Linked DNA regions of Ovis aries: region 1 is linked to region 2. Evidence: chromatin contacts called from public Hi-C data. All regions are on one chromosome and are shown on one strand. The core of a region is the stretch at or near the end of the contact, and the rest is flanking DNA. Distances in the headings are between cores, read along the strand shown.

What was found. A called contact is a pair of places that touch in the nucleus more often than the background predicts.
Region 1: a contact with region 2 is called in a Hi-C map of hypothalamus, with 4 times the contacts expected there. The contact joins two enhancer-like sites. A contact is called at or near these places in 7 of 16 Hi-C or Micro-C datasets (hypothalamus, mesenteric adipose tissue, muscle and 3 more).

The regions. Positions count from the first base shown.
Region 1 is chr18:7,448,246-7,453,703 of ARS-UI_Ramb_v3.0, reverse strand. The region is part of intron 5 of IGF1R (insulin like growth factor 1 receptor); the gene reads right to left. Among named protein-coding and RNA genes, the nearest start is that of PGPEP1L, 130 kb to the left of the region's middle. Within about 2 kb of position 3,198, at least 24 of the 54 cell types and tissues checked have an H3K27ac peak or open chromatin away from gene starts, as enhancers often do. A contact at or near this core is called in hypothalamus, where this site is marked.
Region 2 is chr18:7,062,907-7,068,543 of ARS-UI_Ramb_v3.0, reverse strand. No RefSeq gene overlaps it. Among named protein-coding and RNA genes, the nearest start is that of SYNM, 36 kb to the right of the region's middle. Within about 2 kb of position 3,798, at least 10 of the 54 cell types and tissues checked have an H3K27ac peak or open chromatin away from gene starts, as enhancers often do. A contact at or near this core is called in hypothalamus, where this site is marked.

The sequences.
Region 1 (5,458 bases), core at 1,949-4,448, 390 kb before region 2:
TCAAATCATTCTCTAGAAACGCCTCTGGTTATTTCTCTCAAGCAGAGTATGTACAACGCACTTGAAATCAGTCCGCGGGAGAACAGATATGCTCTGTTACTCAACCGGAACAGCTTACATATTTGCTGTAGAAAGCCTGCCATTATCCTCGGGGTTAAATCCTATCCCATCCCCTCCGTGCAGCTCAGCGGGGAGGAGAGGAAACGTCAGTGCCTCCTCCAGATGCAGCCCACCCTGAAAAGTCTCCACTTTGGTCACTGGAGAAGGTGGGGGAGAAGAAATGGCCCCTGAAGGGCAACTCCCCAGGCCACCCATCCAGGCGACAGCAACTCAGTGTCCAGCAAGTTCAGGGCACCAAACCTGATTTTCAGAGGGCTGGGGGCTGGGGGCTGGGGGCTGGGCCCCACCCTGGGGTTTTCTCCTGAGCAGGCCTAGGGGGTTGAGGATCTGCATTTTTAACCAGAGCTCAGGGGATGATAACGCTGTACGTGCTGGGGTCACACCTGGAGAGGCACTGGTCTAACAGATGCGCTACATGCCCAGCGCATACTGTACTGAGCTGAGCACCATGAGGGGCGGGGGCTCCAAAGCTGACCAGGCTAGACGTCCATCCGGGTGGGTGGACCCAGAAGCAGCAGACACGGCTGCCTCTGAAGGCGAGGCGGGGGGACAGCCAGCCTGGGCAGCCGCTAGCCTGGGTCTCCCTAGAAACCATCCCCGCCCCCACCACCTCGGGGCAGCAGGCGAGCGGACAGCTCCAGCCCGGGGTCTGCACGCCTCTGCACACCAGGCGGGCAGGGTCCTGGCACCGACCGGTCTGCTCCCCGGAGACCTCAGGCCCCTCCCCTGCCTGCCCCCGCCCCAGCCTGTTTCCTTCTGGGGTTTGCTCCAGCGCCCTCTACAAAACTGAGTCTAGGCACTGGTGCCACCTGGTGTGTGGTTTCCAAGACCCACTCAGGGATCCAACACACAGAGCAGAGAAGAACCCCGGCCCCCGTTCCCAGGGCAGGACGGACCAGGCGGAAGCCCAGAGCGCTTCTCTGCCCTGGGGCGGGGTGCGCTGGGCACCTCCTGGCGCCCGGTGAGGTTTGGACCTCGACCCGCCAGTCAGCCCACAGGCTAAGCTAAGCGGAAGCCCGGGTCCCGCCCACACGTCTCCCCGTCTCCCCCGGAGTTCCCGGGGCATTCCGAGACGGGGTCCAGGACGAGCAGTGCGGTCCATGAGCTGCGCGCACGCACGCAGGTCCTCAGCTCTTTCTGCAGTTCCATCCGTCACTCACGGGTCAGCAGGCGGAGGAACGGCGTCACCCGAGCGCCCTGCGGGCCTGCCGCGCCCAGGGGGCACCTGCCCCAGCCTGAGGCCCAGCCCCGCAGGAGCCCTGGGCTGCACCCCGCGGGGCCGGGGTGGATGAGGGGCACAGGGAGCCCGCGGGCCCAAAGGCGGCAGCTCGGGGCCAAGAGGGGCTCCTTTCAGACCCACCTGAGGCCTCAGATACATCCAGGGCCACCCAGTCAGGCGGCAGAAATGGTCAGGCCAACAAATCCTTTTCTTCCAGCGAGAGCTTGCTCCCCAACATAGGAATATGCTGGAAAATGGATGTGAAATATTGTCCAAAGGAACCGAGGCTCAGGCTAGGCAACACAAGGCCACGTGTGCGGGCGGGTGTTCCCCATGCCCCTCCTCCCTGTGTCTGATCCTCCCTTGCCAGGCTGCTGGGGCCGCTGCCTGGAGGAGGGGTGTCCGCAGGTGGAGTCGGATGCCTGCCATTACGGGCCGTCGGGCTAGTCCCAGCTCTGAAGGATGCTCTGAGGTGTCAACACAAACCCTGTGGGTCTGGCGGCTCCCAGGCGCCCAGGTCGGAACCGCTAGGGACAAAATCTCCTTGTTGGTGCAGAAACCTCTGAGCCGGGAGTAAAGGCCAATTACCCAGGTCAAACTTCTGACTCAACCTAAGATGAGGCTTTTATTTTAGTAAACTAATTTCACTAGCAGGGAACATAACCCGACCGAAAATACCTTCTGAACAAAACATCTTCTCCCCAGGGGAGGGAGCATGAATTATAAATCAGGAATTTGACAAATGAATGGCAGGCACACTGAAATTCTGTGTATGTGATTAATCACTTTGAAAAGCGAGATTATCTTTCTACAGTAAACATAAACATTTTTTAACAACACTGAGAAGGCCTGGAGCCAGGATACCAATATCAATAAAACCCGGTCGTTATGGAGCTGGAGTAAGCGACAGAAAATAAAAATAAAACCCTCCTCACAATAATAACCAAGCCATTCACGAGCTGCCCGTCAATACTGTTCTTGTTTTCCCAGCCACAGCTGGCGCCCCACTGCCCTCACATTCCTGCCAAGATCAGGTGAGGATTAAGAGGTAGGAAAAGGCAGAAACTTGTCTGCACATCTTCAACACTCACATAAACACACTTAGATTTTATTGTTTCCTAAAGGAACTGGCTGTTTAACTCAATTGTTCCATAAATGTGATTTCCTAATTGTTTCTAAGATGACTGCCTTCACATTCAAAATGTATTTTTAAAAACTATCTGGTTATTTTTCTGTCCCTTACGCAGACTCCGTGGTGCCTGGATTTTATCTGTGTTAGTGTCCTGTCCTTAGCTCTTCTTAATCGTTGCAAAAAATGTTTGTTCCTATGCTTGGAGGGGGGGCCCCCATGGGAGGTTATCTCCTTGAAGACATCCACATATTACCTGCATCAACATTCTACATGCCCAGCGCATACTGTACGCCTGTTTTCTGTATGGCCCCAGTCTCAGGGCTCTCTTTCCTCTGAGTTGTCACCACCACCACCTCCCCGCCTGCTCAGATGAAGGGCAGGAAGGACCAGGAAGCAGAGGAAGGTACAGCGCTGGGGATTCTCCTCGTACTTAGAAGACAACGCCAGGTCCAGGGCTGGAGCGTCATCTCCAGTCTTACTAGGCAGCAACTCTAGGCAAAGCATTTCTTCAGCTTCTCCCCAGCTGGGACAGATGGGGCTGGGGGGAGGGCGGGGCAGGAATGAACACTCTCCCCGTTTCCAAACTTCACTGACAGACTGGAAAAAAGCAATCACCATTCCCTTTATTTCTCAGAGAAAAAAACCGCAGCCTCTTCCCTGCGGTCTCTAGGGGGCATCAGAACCCAGCACATGGAGGCTGTCTCCAGCACTCCGCAGCCGATGGAGGGCTTGGTCTTTGCACAGAGGCTGCCTCTAATCCGTCGTTTGCAACAGACTGCTTTCGACTACGTCCAAATCTCCTCCGAAGTTCAATATTTACACCAGCCTCAGGGGTTCAGCAAGGGTAGGAATTTATATTCACGTGTCTCTAGAACCAAACAGATACTCTAAAAATGTTTCCTCTTTGAGTGTTTTAAAAACAGCTTTACTGAGGTATAATTTATCTACCCAAAAAATCCAGTCATTGTAAGCTTTTACAGTTCCGGAGCTCAGTAAACTCACACAGGGGTGCAGCCATCCCCACGAGGCAGTGTCGGAGCCTCTCCACCCCTCCTCGCTCTCAGCACTTCCAAAGCTCTTCGTTCCCAGTGGTGCTCAACCTCTGATTCCACCCCCAGCCCTTCACGGCTTTCTGTCTCCACAGTTTTCCCTTTTCCAGAAATCACCCATTAATGGAATCTACAACGTGGAGTCTCTCGTGTCTGGCTTTTTTTCACTGAACCTGATGTTTCTGAGGTTCACTCCTGTTGTGACACTATTGTTGGGCAGGAGCCCATTGCGCCACGTTTTATTTATCCACTCATCTGCTGATGGACATTTGGACTGCTTCCAGTGGGGCTTTTATTTGCTGTGGGGCGAGGGGGGATGGTATCATGAATAATACGCCTATGAGTCTTGTGGGGGCATGTTTTCGTTTCTCTTGGGTAGATACTGGGGTAGATCCTGGAACTGCTGAGTCACACGACTGAGTGTACATTTTTTGGAAGTGCCAAAGACGTGTTAAAGTACAGCCATGTTGCAACCTAATCTTAGAGTTGCAAGAAGATAGGACAAAGCACAGAGCGTTGCAAAGCCGAGTGGTAGAGACTTGAGTAGAGACGCCTGACTGCATCCAAGACTCCGATCCTTATAACCCACCACCTCCGTCTAACTCTTATTCTTTTCAGGGCGACTATCCTAGGTGGCACCAACAAATCTGAGATTTTAACTCATTTATCTGATGCTATCACAAAACAGGGTTGTTCAAAATTTTTTCAGATAACAGAAATATCTTCTTTTTCAAGGGCTTACAAATTAGCCATTTCATAGAAATCTTGTACATGTGTATTCCAAAATTCACTTCCTTCCAAAACAGCAGAACTTTGGTCTTCATGTCTAAGGCTCCAGAAACACACCACCTTACACAGAGTGATGTCCTCAAGGAAGTGCTGGCCACCTGAATTCTGCTGGCTTAACTTTAGACTGCCTATGTTGTCTGGCCCCTTTATCCAGAGACAAGCAGCCCTGCCACCTGTTCCCATGTGATTTTGCCGTGTCCATCACGGTCCTGGACGTCAGATTCTAGAATCAGCTCACTCTGAGTGAGGAATAAGAGGTCTACTCCAGGTAACGCTCTTGAATTTCACATTCTGGACTTGACTTTGTAGTCTGGGCTACTCAGGAGACATTTGGGGACAGGTCTCAGTTGCAGTTTGGAAAGCAAAGGGTGAGACATAAAAAGGATGTATGTACTACCAATCTGTCTGTCCAGCATCAAAACAAAAGGCTGTAAAACTTTCTTCCCAGTGGACCAAGTGGAAGCACTTATTTGGTCATGAGAGGTATAAGAAAAATCATACTTTAAGACAACAGTGGGACAAGAAAATATCTAGGCAAAAAATCAAAGTTTGGGGACATGCTTATGAGAAGAAGAAATAAAGGGGTAAAGCAGCGGTTTCCAATTTGGCCACACACTGAAATTACCTGGCAATCTTTAGAAAAGCACTGATGCTTGGATCCCACCCTTAAAGGTTCTGAATGAATTGGGATGGACTACAGCTTGCACATCAGGATTCCTTAAAAGCCCCTGATGACTCTTATATATTGCAAAGTGTGGGAACCCCTGGGGTAAAAGTCATCCTGGCTTACAGCAAAAGCACATGGAAGTGAAAGGTTCTACTAACACTCGGGTAACTCAAACGTCCTGAGTAGGCTCCACTGCCTATCCAAATTAGAACCTCCACACCTGGATGCATAGCAGCTTACGTAATCCTAATGCCACCTACCTCTCCAGCATTTTTTGCCAAACAGGTCCCAGGACGCCCCAGCTCGTTGCCTCTGCTGCTGCTGGCCTGAAACGCCTTTCTTCACCCTCTGCTCTCTGAGCGTTTCCGGAAACCCCCCAAGGCCGTCTCCAAAGCCACCTCTTCTCAGAAGCCTGTCTGATCTTTCTTCATCAGAAATCGGACTCTTTGTGATGCCCATGGCATGCTCCTTTTCTTTCCCTG
Region 2 (5,637 bases), core at 2,549-5,048:
TATGTCCTCTGTATGTTGCTGAACCCTTTCTGGAAATGAATGTATGGGATTTTCCAGTAGAAAACTATTTGACTTTTGGAAAAAAAAAAGAAATGGATAAAGGAAATAACATTCTTCACACACACACACAGAGGTGGCCATGGTGGAGGCTCTGCTCAAACCCCACTTTCTCCAGAAAGCCTCCCCTGATCCCCAGAATTGGAAGTTACAACTCCCCATACTCCTTACAAGTGAGAACTTGTGTCCAGACAGATATTCAGCCTCGTGAGCACATACCAATGTCACCAGCTAAACCGTGAATTCCAGAAGGGGCGGTACAGATTGTTCAGCTTTGTCAGTATATCCCATAGTTTCTTTGCAGCACTTTACCCATTGTGGAGTTCGAATATTTATCAATAGATTAGTATCAATTCATGACAGTGGAACAATCCACAGAAGAATTAATGGCATTTTTAGTTGTTAGATAGCTGCTGCTTGGCACACAGTAGGTACTCCATAAATGAAAGTTGCTTCTCCTCCTTTGAGGACCTCTGTGTATAGATGATTAGCCATCTATACCTGACAGACCCCTTGGGAGGAACTGACTCTGGTTCACTTAGCAGGAAAGGAAAACTCTTGGAATTGATGGGAAGGCAGGGGAAAGAGGCTTGGAAGTTGGGCAGAAACGAAGGAAATCAGGCGGAAGGAAGACCTGGGCTAGGTCATGCCAGGGCTCCCTGAGCACTGCCACCTCCAAGAAGATGCTCCTGCTGTGGCCAGAGGCTGCTGCAGGAAGGGGGTTCTGTCTTGTGCTTTCATCTCAGGTCACTTTCTCCAGATTCAGAGCCTCAGATGGGATCAACTGGTTCAGCCTTGGTGATGCACTTAGTGCCTAGCGACGGGTTGGTAAATTTTTAACAGTCTCTTCTCCAGTGGGAAAAACTCTGATCTGTGGTAACTTGCTGACTTCTGTGGTGTCAAAATTCCTACCATGACTGATTTCTGACAACTATTTAACACTCAAAAGACTCCTGAGAGTTTAGGAATCTCGGCTCTGGTGGGCTGGTGACTCTCCCTCCAGCACAGCCCTGCCTGTGCCCTGTCGACTGAGGTTCCCGTGGTGGGGCACCCCCACCATGGGAAGGAAGGAGGTAAGGTGCCAGGCAGCCCGAAAGAAAATACCTGCTCTGGGCAGGTATCCATAGCCCAGAGCAATCCAGGGCACTAACCCATCCGCAGGTCAGTGTGCTGTGTCCTCTACGGTCAAGAGCAGCTTTTAGAGTAATACCCAAAGGAAGATGAATGATGGAACTTACAAAGATGGAGGGGGAGGATGTTTAGAGGCAGAGATGGGTTGTTGAAGAGATGTCTAGATCTGTTCCCTTCAGATCTCACAGAGTGCCCCGGCTGTGCTTGTAATGACAGCTCTCCGAGAACTAACAAAGAGTGAGAGAGAAGTCTCTCAGTCATGTCCGACTCTTTGCAACCCCATGGGCTATAGCCTACCAGTCTCCTCCATCCATGGAATTTTCCAAGCAAGAGTACTGGAGTGGGTTGCCATTTCCTTCTCCAGGGGATCGTCTCGACCTGACGATCGAACCTGGGTCTCCCACATTGCAGGCAGACACTTTACCGTCTGAGCCACCAGGGAAGTTCAAGAACCAAGACCCAGCCCCAGATTATCCAATAAGCAGTCATGAAGCAGTGAAACCTTCTCCTGGAGGGGTTTACCCCTTTACCAAGCCTCACATCCATGGGCAAGAATAATCACCAAGACCACTATGGTGGACAGAGAGCACCCTGTGTGTGCCAGGCACTGTGCTGAACTTAGTCCTTGGTCTAGGTAGTTTTTCCAAGGATAGATCATTAATTAAACAATCCTACCAGAGTTTGATTTCTTGTGCTCAAGATTTCCTGAGCAGTCAGTCCACTGGGTCCCCTTTATGGCAAGGGACTCATGTCAAGCACGCCACATGGTCTCTTGGAAGCCTGTCTCTCTTGATGAAAGGAAGGAAGCAGCAGCTGCACTTCCCCCTTCTTGGGTGGGTGTGGGTACTGTCAGCTCAGTCTTCTCCAAAGAGACCTTCTTTACAGATCTCTGATATCCAGTAGCTCAGTCCTTCTAGACTCTCAAGTGGCTCCCAGTTTTGAGAGTCATGTAACTGGTTTTGTGCTCATTACTGAGGAATACAGCCTCCATGGACTTCTGGGCCTCAGCTGGAAGTTACAACCATGTAGCGTCCTGCAAGAACTTACCAAGGGCTCCCAGGTGGCTCAGCCAGTAAAGAATCCATGCCTCAGATCCCTAGATCAGGAAGATCCCCTGGTGGAGGGCATGGCAACTGAACGATAATTATAGGAGTCGTGGGCTGCTGATAATTTGCTAAATTGTACACTTAGAATTTCGGCATCTTTCTCTATGTGAATTTATAAAAATGCAGACCAAAAGCATTTGAAAATTTATATATTCATTACATGAGAGGTGGAAGGCATGGGTAGAAAGAGGACTGGATCAACTCTTGGATAAATAGTGCAATACATGTGCTTGAATCAGGCTTCCCTGGTGGCTCAGCTGGTAAAGAATCCCGCCTGCAATGCAGGAGACCTGGGTTCAATCCCTGGGTCAGGAAGATCCCCTGGAGAAGGGAATGGCAACCCTCTCCAGCATTCTTGCCTGGAGAATCCCATGGACAGAGGAGCCTAGTGGGCTGCAATCCATGGGGGTCACAAAGAGTTGGGCAGGAGTGGCTAACACAGTTTCAATCATGATCTGGGATCTTAAAGGATTAGCCAAGTTCCTGCCTGGTGGTGGGGGTGGGTGGGGACTGATGTGAGCCTGGGAGCAAACCCCAAGGGCAGGGAGGGGACAGTGACCTCAGCTGGTAGAGGTAAGATAAAATGAAGCCAGCCTGTCTCACAGCCCAACCATGTTCAGTCAGTGTCCACGTTGTCTCCTCTGAAGTCTTTCTACCAGGGCGGTGACAGCTGTTGAAGAGGCCCCCCTGTGAGGCTGTGCTGCTCTGCTGTCCACCGTTGCTGCTGTATCTCACAAGCTCCTGGAGGGGAGGCTCAGTCGTCAGCCTTTAGCCGTGACCTGTGCTCTTCTTCCAGTCGCCTGCCCACTCTGCATCAGTCAGTTCCGGACAGGTCCCGCCTTGGTAACAAGCAGTCCCCAAACCTCAGGGGCACAAAAGAAAAAGGATTTATCTCCCAGTCATGCTCATCCCACTGTTGGCGTCTGGGGGCTCCGCCCCGCGTCAGTCAGCCTCATTCCAGGACACAGGTCAGCAGAGGAGCTGCAGCTGATGCTACCAGCTGCACGACCGAGGGGAAGAGCTTGGCTCGCGGTGTGCTGGCTCTTAAAGCTCCTGCCTGGAAGTGACACGCTTCATCTTCACTCATGTTTTATCAGCAAAAACAAGTTACATAGCTAACCCTGTGTCACAAGGCAAGTCATGGGGCCAACTGCAATCCTATCATCACCTCGGAAAGAATGAAGAGCACTACATGCCAGCCCAGCGCCTCCTGCAAGTCCTGTCAAGCGCCATCCGGGCCAGCAGAGACGGGACGGAGCCCAGAAAGGGAGTGAATGTTTGGGGTCAAAAAAGAACCAAGGAGAAAGTCATGCCTGCAGGAGGTGATGGCGGGGTCCTGTGGGTCGCAGAGGAGGGGTCTGAGAGCCGTGGCTTGGGGAAGTGGGTGGGGATGAAAGAACGCGTTTTAAACCCAGGCGGGATAAGAGATGAATGAGGACATTCTCATTATCACACCCTTTGCTTTTCTGGATTCCCAACAATGGGGCTTTCATTGTTGGTTTAGTGGATTCAGCTTGGAACCTCGAGGCAGGACTTCTGTTTGCGGAGAGCTTGGCAAACCTCTTGGGCTCAGGGAGGAAACAGTGGCTTTTCTGCAGGGTTCCATGCCCCACCCTCTCCAGCCCTTCCAGACATGCCGGAGCCCTCGGGGATGTCCACCTCCTTTTCCCTTAGAAATAAGTCCTAATGCGTCCTTGCGGTACTCGTATGGGTCCCTTTATTTAAAAAATAGTAGGAAACTTCCAAAAACTCAAAAGTAGAGAGACTGGCACAGGGAACCCCCTACACACATCCTGCGAGACATTTCCTGAAATTGCAGCTATTTTGTCAGGATCACCATGCTGAACCCCAGGGAAACCTGGGCTCATCCCGTCTGCACAGTAGGCTGTATTATTTGTCCGATTTTACAGATGAGGAAGTGGAGACTCAGAGACTTGGTCCAGGACACCCAGCTGGTGAGGACAGAGCTGATGCCGCACCCTTTGTGGCAGGGTGACGGGAACCTCAGGGGTGATGGGGGCTTGAGTGGAGGCCATAGTGGCGAAGGAGGCATATCGTTCTTAGCCCAGGGCAGGGCGCTATGTGAGCTTGGCTCCCCTGCCAGCCTGCTTTGTTCTGGGCTGCTCAGTTATCAGGGGCTGGAAGAGGAGGCAAAATATGAGAAATCAAAAGGGCCCTTATTCCCCGAGAAGGCATCACCATGAGATGTAGTGTGGGCCCTTGGACAACCATCCAGCCATCTACTCTTTTGTTCATTCACCCGGGAACTGTTTACTGAGCGCTCCCTCCGTGCCAGGGAACACAAAGATGAGCGAGTCAGCCTGGAATCGTGCCTCCCAGAGGAGAATCCTCCCTATCTAGCTGGTTAACTGATCTCAAATAATGTAATTGGAGCCTCAGTTTCCTCACCTGTGAAATGGGGCATGTTAACAGTTCCTTCCCTACAGAGGGAAGCTGTATGAAAATTAATGAGTTCATGCACATGGATGACTGGGACCTGTTAGCGTCTTCCTTGCCCATGGACGGGGTAACTGTGAAAATATTGAATAACCCAGAAGGCACAGGTACCAACCAGTCAGAGGGGACATCTGACTGATCAGAGCTGGGCTGGCCACTGGACTATTGTGTTTTCATTAGTCAATGTTTGGGGAGCCCCAGTGGCTGGTTACCATGATCTAACGAATAACGATTGCCTAGAGTTGGCTGGCCTCTTGACCCCTGCTGGCTGAGGCCCACCTCTGTACTCTCGGTCACCAGGGGCTGGGAAGCACATGAGGATGGACCCCATGCCTAACTCCCATGCCCCTCCCCCCAATGCCCCCACTCTTGTGAATGTAGGGCCAAGAATATTTGGAGAATAACAAAAGAATATGGAATAACCAGATCCTCATCTTGTGCCTAATGCCTATGTCTTTTGCTTCTGTGGGTTCCTAGAGGAGATGGGAGAATACCTTGCTCCTTTCTTCTTGGGGTCAGGAGCCCTTGTCTTGCCTTCAGATTCCCACAGGAGAAAGAGTCAGTTCCAGTGTACCTGCTGGAAGGGTGGACGTGTAACCAAGTTTCCCCTGTTCCGCTGTTAGGAACCTACCTGCAATAAATTAATTTGTTTTGCACTAGTTACAGACATGTTACAAAGCTTCATCTCTTAAAGTGGCAGCAAAAGTCTTTTAATATTAATGAAGATGACTCTGGAAAAAAAAAAAAAGTCTCTAGAACGGTTTTTTTCTTACAGAACGTTAGGCTGTCCACATTCCCTTACCTGGTGAAGACCCTCCTACATAATGAAAAACCAGTTCGTTCCCATGTTTGTGAGGTTATGTGTTTAGACCACGTGCAAGAAACC